Regions from separate parts of the Xenopus laevis genome. Here region 2 is linked to region 1. The links are chromatin contacts, called in public Hi-C maps. All regions are on one chromosome and are shown on one strand. Each heading gives the region's core, a stretch centred on a gene start, on an enhancer-like site or on the middle of the called end of the contact. The rest is flanking DNA. Distances are from core to core; before and after follow the strand shown. Region 1 holds the start of tpm4.L (tropomyosin 4 L homeolog). Region 2 has its middle 5.8 kb from the start of pnhd.L.

Region 1 (6,936 bases), core at 1,208-3,707:
CATAATCCAGTTTGATGTGTCAAGTGAGAACAAATCTGTACAGGTGAGAATTCAGGAAAGTGTCTCAATCAGTCATTTATGTGACCAGTGATGCCCTGTTTGTTGCTAGCAATACAGAGAGAAAGAATTCTGTGGATATGCTAGTGTTGTTGGGGTAATACTCTTTGCCTGATTCACGTGAGTACCTATATTGCACATGTCCAATGACTGAAATTAACTATAATATGATAGTTTTTCCCTTCTGAGACACATTGGAGAACCCGCAGGTGGGTCTTTTTTGCAGTCCTCTGGATCAACTGGCAATTAGGTAGATTTCACTTCGACAAAAAGGTTGAACTTTTTGGACACATGTATTTTTTCAACCTTATAGCAAAGTGGAGAGAATATTTGCATAATGTATTATATTTCATATTATTATAATATTTTTTAATAATTTTAGCTGGTAGCATATGCCAGTCACCTTATCTTATATGGTAGCTATAGGTTACTGCTTTTGGGCAAACTTTGTGCTTTAGATTACATATTATCCTGTTTATTGCTCTTTGCACCCTGCAAAGATTATAATCACTTACAGTACCTGATACCCCTGGCCAGTGCAATTTGTTTTAGAGAAAAAAGAAGAAGATCATGACATGGTCCTCATTTAGAAGGACCCCGAGCTGCTGCAGTAGTACCCCAAGTGGCTGCAGATTTTCTGCTAACAGGAGCTCCAGGCACGCTATTATAGTGATTGGTGGGTGCCTAACATTTGGCACCTCCCAGTGATTTAAACTTTTCTTTTACTTTAAATACCAGTATAGACACATTGATAGTTACATGAGAAGTTCTAAGAAGTTCAGCTTGTGAAAAAAATAATTGCTGTTTTGCAACGTACTTGCAAATGCACATTAGTGCAGAAGCCCACAGCAGCCAATAAGTTATTTGCTTTCTTCATTTGAATTGCCAGTCAAAGCTAATTGTCTTGGTGCCGAATTGCTCCACTGAGCTTTACTGAAAACGAGTGTGCATATAAATGTATGTGACCAAAGACCTCACATGATTTCATATCATAATCACTGCTGCCTAAACTATTTGTGCTCCTTTAATTTTAAGACCATTTGCATTGAAGGAATGACTCTTCTTTGGACAATATTATGTAAGGGTCCAACCTATTATATTTTTTGAGAAGATCATGGTCAAATAAGATGGTGAACACTGCTGTACACAGCACAAAAAGTGATCTTTTATGATTGAGGAGTTCTAGTAAGAAGATCATTAGAGATCATTGGAGTTTCGATAGAGATTTCTCAACTGAACTTATTAAAAATATTAATGTAATATTAATAAAATAACTATTAGCATATCTTAAGTATAAGTATATGATGCTGGGCATCATATGAACCTAGAATTTTAACAGTTATCTGCTTGCTTAAATTAGCCTAGCAGCTGTTTTAAAGCCTGAATGAAACAAGCATAGTAGGGATCTTAAAAAGGTTGTTCACCTTTGAGTTAACTTTTAATATGATGTAGAGAGTGGTATTCTGAGACAATTTGCAATTGGTTTTCATTTTTTATTATTTGTGGTTTTTGAGTTATTTAGCTTTTTATTCAGCAGCTCTCCTGTTTGTAGTTTCTGCAATCAGGTTGCTAGGGTCCAGTTTATCCTAGCAACCATGCATTGATTTATATAAGAGCCTGGAATATGAAGAAGCGAGGGCCTGAATAGAAAGATGAGTAATAAAAAGTAGCAATGACAATACATTTTGTAGCCTTACAGAGCATTTGTTTTTTAGATGGGGTCAGTGACCCCCAGTTTGAAAGCTGAAAAGAGTTAGAAGAAGGCAAAAACTATAAAAAATAATAATAATGAAGACCAATGGAAATTTTGATTAGAATTGTCAATTCTATAACATACTCAAAGTTAACGTAAAGTTGAACCACCCCTTTAAGCACTAAAAATAAGAATACTGATCAAATTAAAGCAGGCACTATATTTCTGATGGTCCCCCCTCCCAACCACCTGATAATTTTAACTTAATTGTATTAATTCAAAAGGCACTACCAGTGATATTTTCCTATAAAATGTATCAGAATCCAAAATATGTATTAATGAAAATCTAAAGTAAAAAAGTAAATTAACAGAAGAAGCTGTTTCCGAGAAGTTCATTAACTATTTCTGAACCAAAATAAAAGATGCTTTAAGGATTTACAGCAGTAACAGAAAGTACTGGTAGGGTTCTTATCTCTTGCCAGATTTTTATAGACAGTGTTAACGGCTGAAAGATACCTGTTTGCACTTGTCCTCCGCTGCCTTCTTATCTGCTTCAGCTTGCTCTGCCCTATCTATGGCATTCTCCTTATCCAGCTTAAGCATCTGCATCTTCTTCTTAATTGCTTCCATCTTGACTTTAGGTCAGGAGCCCCTTTGAAGCGAGGGTGGAAGCAAGATTTTTACCAGGAGAAGCTTTCCTGAAGTGTGCAGAGAGCAACTAGATGCGATTAAACTTAAACTCCAGGCTGCTTTAAACTCACAAAGAACACCATTGGATGCCACAGTCCCCCGAGACACCACAAAGCTTTCACTTACATCCTTTCCAAGGAGAGACTTGGCCAGCTTTCAACTCTGGAATCTGCAGGCTGTACCCAATCACCTTATTTGGACTTGATTTTGCTGTAAAGGAGTAAATAAAAGATTTGGTTTCCATTTTTAACCTTCTGACAGCAGCAAAAGTGTTGACAAATGAACGCATGCCATAGATAAAGCTTATTAGCATATCACAGTGTATTTGTTCACCATAATCTTCTGCCCTTTAAAACTGATGTGAAGCCCCTCTGCCAAGAGACGTGAACAAAAATCTAATTGTAGCAACATTACCCTGATGTTTTAAGGGAACCACCCTACAGCTTGCAGTACAGATTGCAGACTGGCTAGCAATGAAGCCCTCATCTCTCTATAAAGCCTTTAGGAGGTAGAGTAAGAATATATGCACTCTGTTCAGCAGCTAATATCTTGTATAGATTATTTATGTATGTATGTGTGTGTATACAATATATATTTATGCAGTATGTTTAGCTTTTATGGGGGAAGAAAAGGTTGTCTAAAAAAAGCAAGAGTTTAATGTTACAGGTAAGGAATTCGTTATCCGGAGACCTTTTATCCAGTAAGCTCCAAATTACGGGAAGGCCATCTTCAATAGACTCCATTGTAATCAAGTAATTAAAATTTTTGGAAATGATTCTCTTTTTCTCTGTAATAATTAAACAGTACCACACTAAGATATAATTAATCCTTATTGGAGGCAGACCAATCCTATTGCATTTATTTAATGTTTAAATAATTTTCTAGTCGACTTAAAGGGATTCTGTGGGATTTTATGGTGTATGTTTTTTTTTTCTAAATTACACTGTTGACACTGCAAACAATTCACTCTACCATGTAAAATTTCATTCCTGAACCAACAAGTGTATATTTTTTTTTAGTTATAATATTGGTGTGTAGGCAGCCATCTCAGGTCATTTTGCCTGGTCATGTGCTTTCAGAAAGAGACAGTGTTGCACTATGGAAATGCTTTCTGACAGGCTATTGTTTCTCCTATGCAATGTAACTGAATGGGGTTGCAATGGGACATGGGTTTCTACTATTGAGTGCTGTTTTTATATCTAGCAGGGAGCTGTTATCAGTTTACCTTCCCATTGTTCTGCTGATGGGGGGGAGGAGGGGGGTGATATCACCAGCGGCGATCCTTGCCTTTTTGCCGCCTGAGGCGGCCTTCCTTTGCCGCCCCCACCCCTCCTCACGGCACACACATTTTCAGCGCCGGAGAGGGGTCGGGACGGTGCACATCGCTAGTGCAGAGAGCGCAATATCGCACTCTGCACTAGAAGAGCCAAATTTCCAGGTTGAATACCAGAAATTGGGCTCTTAGTTACCAGGAGCAGCATTTTTGCCACGCCTGGCAACCGTCTGAGGCGAGTGGCTCAACTCACCTCATTGGTGGAGTGCCCCTGTATATCACTCTAACTTGCAGAGCAGCAGTAAAAAGTGACTGAAATTACCAGGGCACAAGTCACATACGGGGGGAACATGGGAAACTGATAATATGGCTAGCCCCATGTCAGATTTCAAAATTAAATATAAAAAAATCCATTTGGTCTTTTGAAAAACAGTTTTCAGTGCAGAGGTCTGCTGGGGCAGCACTATTATCTGGTGCATTTTTATCCCATGTTTTCCCATGACAGTATCCCTTTAAGGTATGAACAGCCAAATTATGGAAAGGTCCCTTATCAGGAAAACTCCAGGTCCCAAGCATTCTGGATAACAGTTCCATACCTGTTTTTTTTAATGAATTTATTTTGGCTGCCGGGGGCAGTGACCCCCCCCCTCCCCATTTGAAAGGAAAAAGTAAGGGATGAAAACCTACAGTAAAGTTGCTAGGAATAGGGCATTCTAAAACATAGTAAAAGGTGAACCACCCTTTTGATCTACTGAATATTTTGCATGACGACTGTGGTGAACTTTGCACACAATCAACTGTACTTAGTCGGTTAGTAAATAAACCCCTTCTTGTTTAGAAATTATTTTTCAAACAGGAAAATTACAGAGTTTTTCTTGTGTAAGGGGACCCCAATTTTTGAGAGCCTCTTATCCCTAAAGCATAAAGAGTAGATGTCAGTGATTTCACATGCTCCATTGGCCACCCACAACCCCTCTGTGAGCCTCCTGTTTCTCAAAACCCCCTCTCAGTCATGTGGCCTGCCCCTTCTCCAGTTATGCCACTGATTTAAACTTCAATTATAGACCCACATTTGAACAGCTTGAAGAAATATTTGACTTAACTACTTTGTCAGCGAAAAGGAATTTACTGCCAAAAATGTAAATATCTTTCATTTCAGAGACGGTTTCTTGAAATATTATATTTTAACTTTTCAAAGCCAAACCAGGCATTGCTAGGTAACTGGAGGGGAGTTACCTGCTTTGCTCCAGGGTGTTCATTAAGTATAGTTCAGACAGTATTACCAGGGAAGAATCTAGGAAACAAAACACCAGCATTTTTGTACCCAAATGAAGCATTTTCTCCATAATTCCAGTGTTATTGTATACATGAGAGGGTGATACGCCTGACACACTTGGGATCAAATTATGCAAATTCGCACACTTTCACATGAACATCAACATAAATCAAATTACACTGAAGAGCTTATGTGATTGGATGGCGTCACTTTAGTGTAAAAATTATGTGCACTTCAAAGACACAACATTTGTAGCAGGAGGTGGGACAAAGGCACAAAGTGCAATTAAACAGTGCAAGAAGCACTTAGGTGCAAGCTCCATTAATGGATTGAATTTTCTGCACAACTGTGGCAAACTGTGGACAACTTCAACTGCTCTTCTGGTCAGTAAATGACCCCTTATGTCTTTATTACAAGAAAATAACCACACTTTTCTTGTGTAAGCCAATCCCAAATATTTGTGGGTCTCCTATCCCTAAAAAGGGTAGGTGTCATAGGCACTTTCTTTATTAAGTGAAAGATCATATAGAACCCCCAGCATTCCTTTCTTCTAGTCTTCTAGTGGGCTGTTCTGGTCCCTACTTGAGTTTATTCACCATAAATCTCCTAATGGCATTGACTTCCTAACATGCATGGCCAGGCCCGGTCTGGCAATCTGTGGGTTCTGGCAAATGCCAGAGGGGCTGCTATAAGGTCCCATATAAAGTCACTATTTAGTGGGCTGATGGGAGCTGTTTGGGCCTCTGTGTGGATTCTCAGTCCGGACCTGTGCATGACCTTCCTTGCTAACGGAACCAAGGGTATTAGGATTCAGAGTGTGCTGCATTTTATGTATTTCTCAAAAATACTGTCAGGGTGAAGCTATTTTCTCTGAGAGCCTGAACAAACAAAACCTCTGTAAACTAAGTTACTGTGAAATATGAGTTGCCGAAATGTCACAGCCACGAGTGGTGGCTTTCCAAATTAGAGTGGAATTATGTTTGACCTTCACTGGCAAGTTACAGCAGGCAAAATAGTCTGAAAGCTTGCATGCTTATATAGGAAGTTAATGCTAACGTGCTAAGCTCATCACAATCTATCAAAGAAAGAGAAACCTTTGGCCATATTGATTGGCATGCATTTATACACCTCTGCTACATCTGTAGATAAGCAATTGTTAATCTCCAACTCATCACCTATGTAGAAAAGAATTAACATCTAATTCTTGACCTGTGCACAACATGCCCTTTCATCGGCTTATCACAACCTTTACTAAGCACAGTCTGTTACAGTTATATAGAACGTCATTTAAATAGTATTCAAAGCTTGAGCGCCTAACAGATGTATAAGTGTGGTTTAATATATTTCACTTAACGTTAATAATCATGACTTTTATCAGGGAAGATTTAGCCAAAGCTTGGCTAAGAAAAGAGGAGGATACTAATATGAACCATCTGATTACAGTTTAGGTTTTTGGAACACTCAAAAAAGTGCAACGTTTTATTCTACATACTACGTAAATCATAAAGACATTGAACAAAGTAGAACCTAGGAATACAGAAGTAGTTCAGTGGCGTAACTACCGCGGCAGCTCACGCACAAGGGTACTTTTCATTCTGCAGTATTCAGAGAGATGCCTCACATCCATGGTAGTGTAGCCTTTGCTCAAACACGCTTTAGTGATCTCTGCTGTGACATGCAGTGGCACATATAGGAAATGAGAAATAAAGGTAACACATTCTAACTCTGTCACCCCCCCATATGGATTTGTCTGTAGCCATTTAGAAAGAACACTTATTATGTTAAAGGCGAATGGCTAACATTATAAAAAAAAAGGGGGACAGTTGACATTATAAATTAACTTTAGATTTAGAACAATTTAGAACAGTATCTAAACCCAGACAAAGGCAGTGCTGTACTCATCTGGGAATTAACCCAGGTCTCTGTGCTTTGTTTTATAGCAGATCA
Region 2 (6,936 bases), core at 1,593-4,092, 150 kb before region 1:
AGGCTAGATACAGCGATAAGATTGCTTGCCCCCTTATCTCCTAGGCAGGTTATTGCCTTGAGCCTAATGGGTTGTTTACCAACTGACATGCTGCCTGTCAAAGAAAATCATAGAATAATTTTACTGGTACAGTTCCAGTTTAAGATGAGAATAAGGTACTAATCCTGGTATAAAGGCTAGATACAGCGATAAGATTCCTTGCCCCCTTATCTCCTAGGCAGTTTATTGCCTTGAGCCTAATGGGTTATTTACCAACTGACATGCTGCCTGTCAAGCCTTTAGGGCAGAGACACACGGTCAGATTTAGGGACATTAGACGCCTGGCGACAAATCTCCTCTTCTTCGAGGGGCGAATAATCTCCCCAAACTGCCTTCCCGTCGGCTAGAATGTAAATCGCCGGAAGGGTTGGCACCTTTTCTAAAAAATTTTATCGGCCGGTGGGGGCGGAAAACAAAGGGGCGGTCTGTGGCGCAAAAGGGGCGGAGTGCATGAATACTTGGTTAATCTTCTTATTTAGCTTTTCAAAGGACAGTAAATTATAAAATAGTTTGGGCCATATACAATTATGAGCAAGGGCACACTAGCATATAGAACACCTCAATAGGCATTAGGTGGAAAGAAGCGGATGCTGTGAAATCATAGATTCCTGTATCTGCATTTAAAAGTACAGTTTCTGTGTGTGTATGGCTATAACAGAGATGAGAGGAGATTGGCCTGAAACATGCAGGCATTTTGAAGCCAATCTCCACTTCATACAGGCGGACTTTTAAAAACAGATACAGGAAGAGCTGATTTCAGTGCATCCACTTCTCTGTGCTTCATTAATATTCATCAGTCATAGAGGAGCGTTCCATATGCTAATATGCCCTTGCCCTATAGCACATACTGCACACTGTATCTGTGCGCAGTGATAGCACTGGAAGCAAGTGTGATTTTCTGTACATAATCCACTCCTTGTGCACTGTGTATGAAGGGTAGCTTTTGGTAGTCGAAAAATAGTAGTGATTGAACTGGCCCCACTTCTCATTGTAATCTAGTGAAAAACCTGAATCCCATTTAGCAATATTAGGCACTCTGTTCAGAAACTGTCAAGCAAGCATATTTTAACAGACCTCCACCTGTCACCACTGTGTGTGCTACAAACATCATGTTTCCCATAGATTTCTGTGTGAATCTGTGATTGGCAGATAGGACATTTTGACCACAGCTGTTTTCTGCATCATAGCAGCATCCATTAGAATACTGTCTGACTTCAGCCTTGAATATAATCTCTGCCTAGCAAACATCATGGGAACAAATACACTTTTGCTTAGGTACAATGCAAAACATTCTGGGAAGAAATGCTCTGTGGTTAGTACAGAGCTGTGGCTCATATTTTTCCTTTTTTTTTCTTCTTTTATCCGCCGCTAGTTTAACCTTTTTTTTTTTAAATACTGTAGTCATGGAAGGGTAGCAGGATACCATTTCAGTCTTTTGTTTCTAACTAATCTAATGTGAATTATATTCTTAGTCTTTCTCTGCAGGGAATAGCAGAGACTTGAGTCTTTGATCTGTTTTACTTTTACTGAGACTAATATAGGTGTCTTGTATGGATCTTTGGAAACTTCAAAGCCTCTTTATGCTAACTAAATTTAGAGCTCTTACATTAAAGATGCAGTGGAACAATCACATTTCTCATATATTTGCATTTCAGGTAATTTGTTTTCTATATGGAAATGAACACATATTTGGTTTAAAGCAAATGTTTTAGCATGTTCTCTTTGCTAAATAAAATATGGTGTATGAGATGCTTTGGTAAAAACTACACACATTTCATGTTATGTATGTCGGTCTTCCATAGGTTCTTTTCCTGTACAGCCTATAAAAATTAATTGCTGTAAACAGCAGAAAAATTTGTGATCTCTACAATTTACAATTTCAGGTCACACATGGGCAGATTTAAGATGCTGATTTCAGTCCTTTAGAGGAATGCGTGGCTGAGAGATTGGTGTAGTTGTCACGTACAGTGGCCAAAACTCACTCTGACTGACCACCAGAGGGCAACAACAAAGTCTTAGGGGCCACTTGTCTAGTGTTTGTAAGGGACCGAGGAGGAAGTACAACAGATGAGCATAAGCATAAGAACACTTTGGGGCAGATTTATTAAGGTTCGAGTTGTTTTTCCACAAAAGTTTGAGTTAAAAAAAAAATTGCTCGAGTTTTCTTTAAAAAAAACTTGAATATTCTAGATTTATTATACCTCGACCCTGAAAATAGCTTGAATCCAAAAATACACCACCTAAAACCTGTCAGAGTTATGTAGAAGTCAATGGCAGAGGTTCCTGGAACCATTTGAAGAGGTTAACAGCCTGTTTGATTTTTGTGCCCGAGGTTTTGCCCGAAAACTCTAATGATTCGAGAGATTCAAGTTTTTTTTTGCCGAAAACTCGATCAATTCGAGTTTTCAGGTTGCGGGACTCGAACTTGCATATTCCGGTTTTTACAATTTGAGTTTTTTCTTAAATAAGATACCATTCGAGTTTTGAGGTAATTTGAGGCCCTTTAAAGGAATTGTTCAATATAAAAATAAAAACTGGGTAAATAGATAGGCTGTGCAAAATAAAAAATGTTTCTAATATAGTTAGGCAAAAATGTAATGTAGCCTTTATACATTACATTTTTGGCTAACTTACTATATTAGAAACATGTTATTTTGCACAACCTATCTATTTACCTAGTTTTTATTTTTACACTGAACTGTTCCTTTAAGTTAGAATAGACTGGATAAACAAAACAAGGCAGAATATAGGCACTGGTACAGGGAGAGAGACAGAAAAATTGTCAGGCTTACTGGTATGGCAGAGAAAAGTCCAAAATCCATAATATAAGGAATAAAACAAAGTCTAGGCAATATTCAAGGCTGGTAGCAAAAGGAAATCTGGGAAAATCTGGAAAAATAAGAAGGGCATGTGTGTTAAGAATTTACAACCTAATATAGGGAATCAGGGAAACTAGAGCCGCTGAAGGGAGCTGAAGCAAAGCTGCAGAATGGGAGCAAATGCCTGCCAAATTGGAATGGGAGCCAAAGCCGACGAAATGAGCCGAACAGGAAACCTCACAGGAGAACAAAGAAGCCAAGGAAGAAGTCTGCCTGTCAAAGTTTAAAGGTAAATCTCACTAAACACTGATGTTTTTTTTAAATCACTGGCCACCAATGTTTTTTTTTTTTTTTTTTGCAAGTGGCTCAGTTCCTCAAAAGGCTGCTAGTTTGGGCAAGTCGTGACAGGAGCAACAGTAATGCCAGAACATTTAATGGAAACAGGTTGTTAAGGAGCCGCCCAGAAACCATGCTATACTGGATCTAGTGATCTCTAATGACCCAGAACGTACAGCAAATGTGCAAGTAATTGAACTCCTGGGTAACAGTGACCATCATTTAATGTTTGTGGCAATACACTGGGGAAACAAAGACTCCTGAATTCCAAGAAAACAATTAATGTCAGTACTTCAGTGCATAGATAGGGGCTAAAGCACAGGACTGAAACAGTGGCCATTGGAAATATCACATCATTACAAAAGCATTAAGGACCTTCTACATGCGATGTAAAAATATGCATGCCACTTATACGCTTAATGGACTGCACTAGGCAAACCCATAATGGAGAAGTACATAGCAGTCCATTGGTTGGTTATAGCAAGCAATATCTGTCAGCAGCTGCAAGAACAAACACGTTTCTGAGCTGTATTAAAATGGGCATAGATTTGGAGGAGGAGAGGGTTATTCTTCCACTTTACAAAGTGCTGGTAAGGCCCCATTGAGTATATGCCATGCAGTTTTGGTCTCCAGTGCTAAACTGGAGCCAAGTTGGGATTGTTTACTCTGGAGAAGGGGCAATTGAGGGGGAAATATGATAACTATGTATAAATATATGAGGGGATCATATAATAAACTCTGACATTGTCAGTTGTCTGACAACCCTAGAAGTTGAGCGGGACTAAGGTAGATTACTTATAACTAGTGTGAATCCATGTAGCCCCAGCCTAAATTGAATGAAATGGTGGAACAACCATTAGGAAAAGTTTATAGTACAGTATACCAAAAATAGTTTTCCAAACAATAGTAGGGCTGTTTACGTTTCATATTGTTTTAGGAAATATTGATTTTTTTGGCACATGAGAGTAATAATAACTGCTCCAACATATCCCAAGTCCTATATGCCATAAAATACTAATTCTCAGATTTCTTTTTCACCAAGGCATTATGATCTTATGCTTTGGTAAAAAATAGTTACCAACAAGGCCCACTGCTTAGAATTAAATTAGATGTGTAACCCTACTGTTATTTTTACTCATTTTTACTTTTTAAGTAGTACAAAAAGAGCATCACCAGATTCCAAACCCTTCCCTTGGATTTTATAGTAATGTTTAATGTTTATTAGACATTAATATAATGTCTTAACCAAAACTTAAACTGGGTTTATGAGTCGATGTATAGAGTATAAAGAAGAAGTTAAATCAGACCTCACTAGATATGACAGTGAATCTAAGAAATGAATGTAGCCTCACAGTTTGAGAAACCTTGCTTGACAAAATATAGCTTGGGGAAGACATTCTCTGGAAAAAAATACTGAAATAGGTTTTGAATAAAATGTTGTGAAAAGACATGAGAATATTCTCTAACATTATGGACTCTAGATTAAATCAATTCATAAACAAATTAAGTCATGCAGACCAATTTGGCTTCATCCATCACAGATAAACATATGCTTATAAGCACCATATATTATGCCAACTCTAAAGACTTACTATTATTATTTGACCTTAGAAAAACATTGACACTGTGGATTGGTCATACTGTATATCATTCCCTTGTACTATTTGGGATCAAAGGCAACTTTCTATATGTGATCTGGGTCTTATAACCCTATAGCTAAAATTAAATATATGGGCCTCCTCTCGCCTAACTTTGCAGTAATACATGGCACACATCAGGGGTGCCCTCTTTCCCCCCTGTTTTTTGCACTTATGGTTGAGCCTCTTGCCCAGTTAATCAGACAAGACCCCAACATTGTACAAATACAAGGCAAACACTTTAAAGGGATACTGTCATGGGAAAAAAACTTTTTTCCAAAATGAATCAGTTAATAGAAAAATTCTGCACTGAAATCCATTTCTCAAAAGAGCAAACAGATTTTTTTATATTCAATTTTGAAATCTGACATGGGGCTAGACATATTGTCAATTTCCCAGCTGCCCCAACTCATGTGACTTGTGCTCTGATAAACTTCAATCACTCTTTACTGCTGTACTGCAAGTTGGAGTGATATCATCCCCCCTTCCCCCCCCAGCAACCAAACAAAAGAACAATGGGAAGGTAACCAGATAACAGCTCCCTAACACAAGATAACAGCTGCCTGGTAGATCTAAGAACAACACTCAATAGTAAAAACCCATGTCCCACTGAGACACATTCAGTTACATTGAGAAGGAAAAACAGCAGCCTGCCAGAAAGCATTTCTCTCCTAAAGTGCAGGCACAAGTCACATGACCAGGGGCAGCTGGGAAATTGACAAAATGTCTAGCCCCATGTCAGATTTCAAAATTGAATATAAAAAAATCTGTTTGCTCTTTTGAGAAATGGATTTCAGTGCAGAATTCTGCTGGAGTAGCACTATTAACTGATGCGTTTTGAAAAAAACATGTTTTCCGATGACAGGATCCCTTTAAAGTACGTCTCTACTCATATGATATTAGTCTAACCATTACCAGACCCCAAGCTTCTTTACCAAACTTGTTTGCCCATTTGGAAAAGTTTTCTTGTGTGTCAGGCTTAGAAGTAAACATCTCTAAGTCTCAGCCAATGCCATTATACACTCCAAAACATATTATTAAACTTCTGAAATGTAACTTCACTTTATTCTGTAAACACTCCTCCCTAGAGTCAATGTTACAGTTTCCTATACTACGCTTTATAAGGCTAATTACCCCAAACATCAGACAGTTAACTAAAGATATTCAAGAATGGTCTTGCCATGCCATTTTGTGGTTTGGGAAAATCCATGCAATCAAAATGATTCTACTGCATAGAGACTATTATACAAATTCCACATTTTACCAGTGACAGCACGAAAGGCTTTACTTACCTTCAGTACAGGGAGGTAAACAAATTTATTTGGGCTAACAAACCTCTACATATAAACAAACGCACCATGTACAGATCCTCTGTAAATGGTGGCCTAAGACTTTTAATATAATTATATATATTATATAAATACTATAAAGAACCACAGCTTTCCCTGACCATACCAGGACTGAGAATTAAAATAGGCCCTGGCATTTCAGGTACACAGAGGCCCAAACAGTCCCCACCAGCTCACTAAATACTGACTTTCCATGGCACCTTATAGCAACACCTCTAGCATTTGCCAGAACCCACAGATTGCCAGTCTGGGCCTGGACCCCATAGTGGCACTTACTTTACACAGAGAATCGATGGGTGCATTTTGAATCACTTGACATCCTGCTGGACAGAATGCAAATCAAATCACTCCCAATAACCAGTTTGGTACTGAATCATACCATTCATACCATTCCACACATGGCATAATATCTTACAAAAATCCCAATTGGCCCTGACCAGTAGTTTTTTTAAACCTATATGTAATAAACCCTATTTTGAATGTGGAAAGATAATCGCATCAACAGGGTACAGGACCTTTTTTATCTAATGGAATTAAATCACTGCAGTACATGCAATTTTCTCAAAATTTGCCTGAAAATGAAATTTGTATATAATGATAGCTTTATCATTCTATATAGTCAATTGAACCTTCCTTTAAGAAATGGCCACTTACATTGCTTGAAATGTGCTACCAACATGCAGGTAGATTCAGGGGAATTCTTTTTCTATAGTACAAATGAATAATGTCACTAAGTACCAACAAACCCTTGAAATA

What was found. A called contact is a pair of places that touch in the nucleus more often than the background predicts.
Region 2: a Hi-C map of the XTC cell line shows a contact between it and region 1, with 2.7 times the contacts expected there. The contact joins the enhancer-like site here to the promoter of tpm4.L in region 1. A contact is called at or near these places in 2 of 4 Hi-C or Micro-C datasets (the XL177 cell line and the XTC cell line).

The regions. Positions count from the first base shown.
Region 1 is chr1L:113,850,174-113,857,109 of Xenopus_laevis_v10.1, reverse strand. tpm4.L (tropomyosin 4 L homeolog) reads right to left here and starts at 2,457. Exons shown (of 9, transcript NM_001086310.1): 1 at 2,267-2,457. The coding sequence starts at 2,380.
Region 2 is chr1L:114,004,792-114,011,727 of Xenopus_laevis_v10.1, reverse strand. No RefSeq gene overlaps it. Among protein-coding and RNA genes, the nearest start is that of pnhd.L, 5.8 kb to the left of the region's middle. Within about 2 kb of position 2,842, at least 1 of the 7 cell types and tissues checked has an H3K27ac peak or open chromatin away from gene starts, as enhancers often do.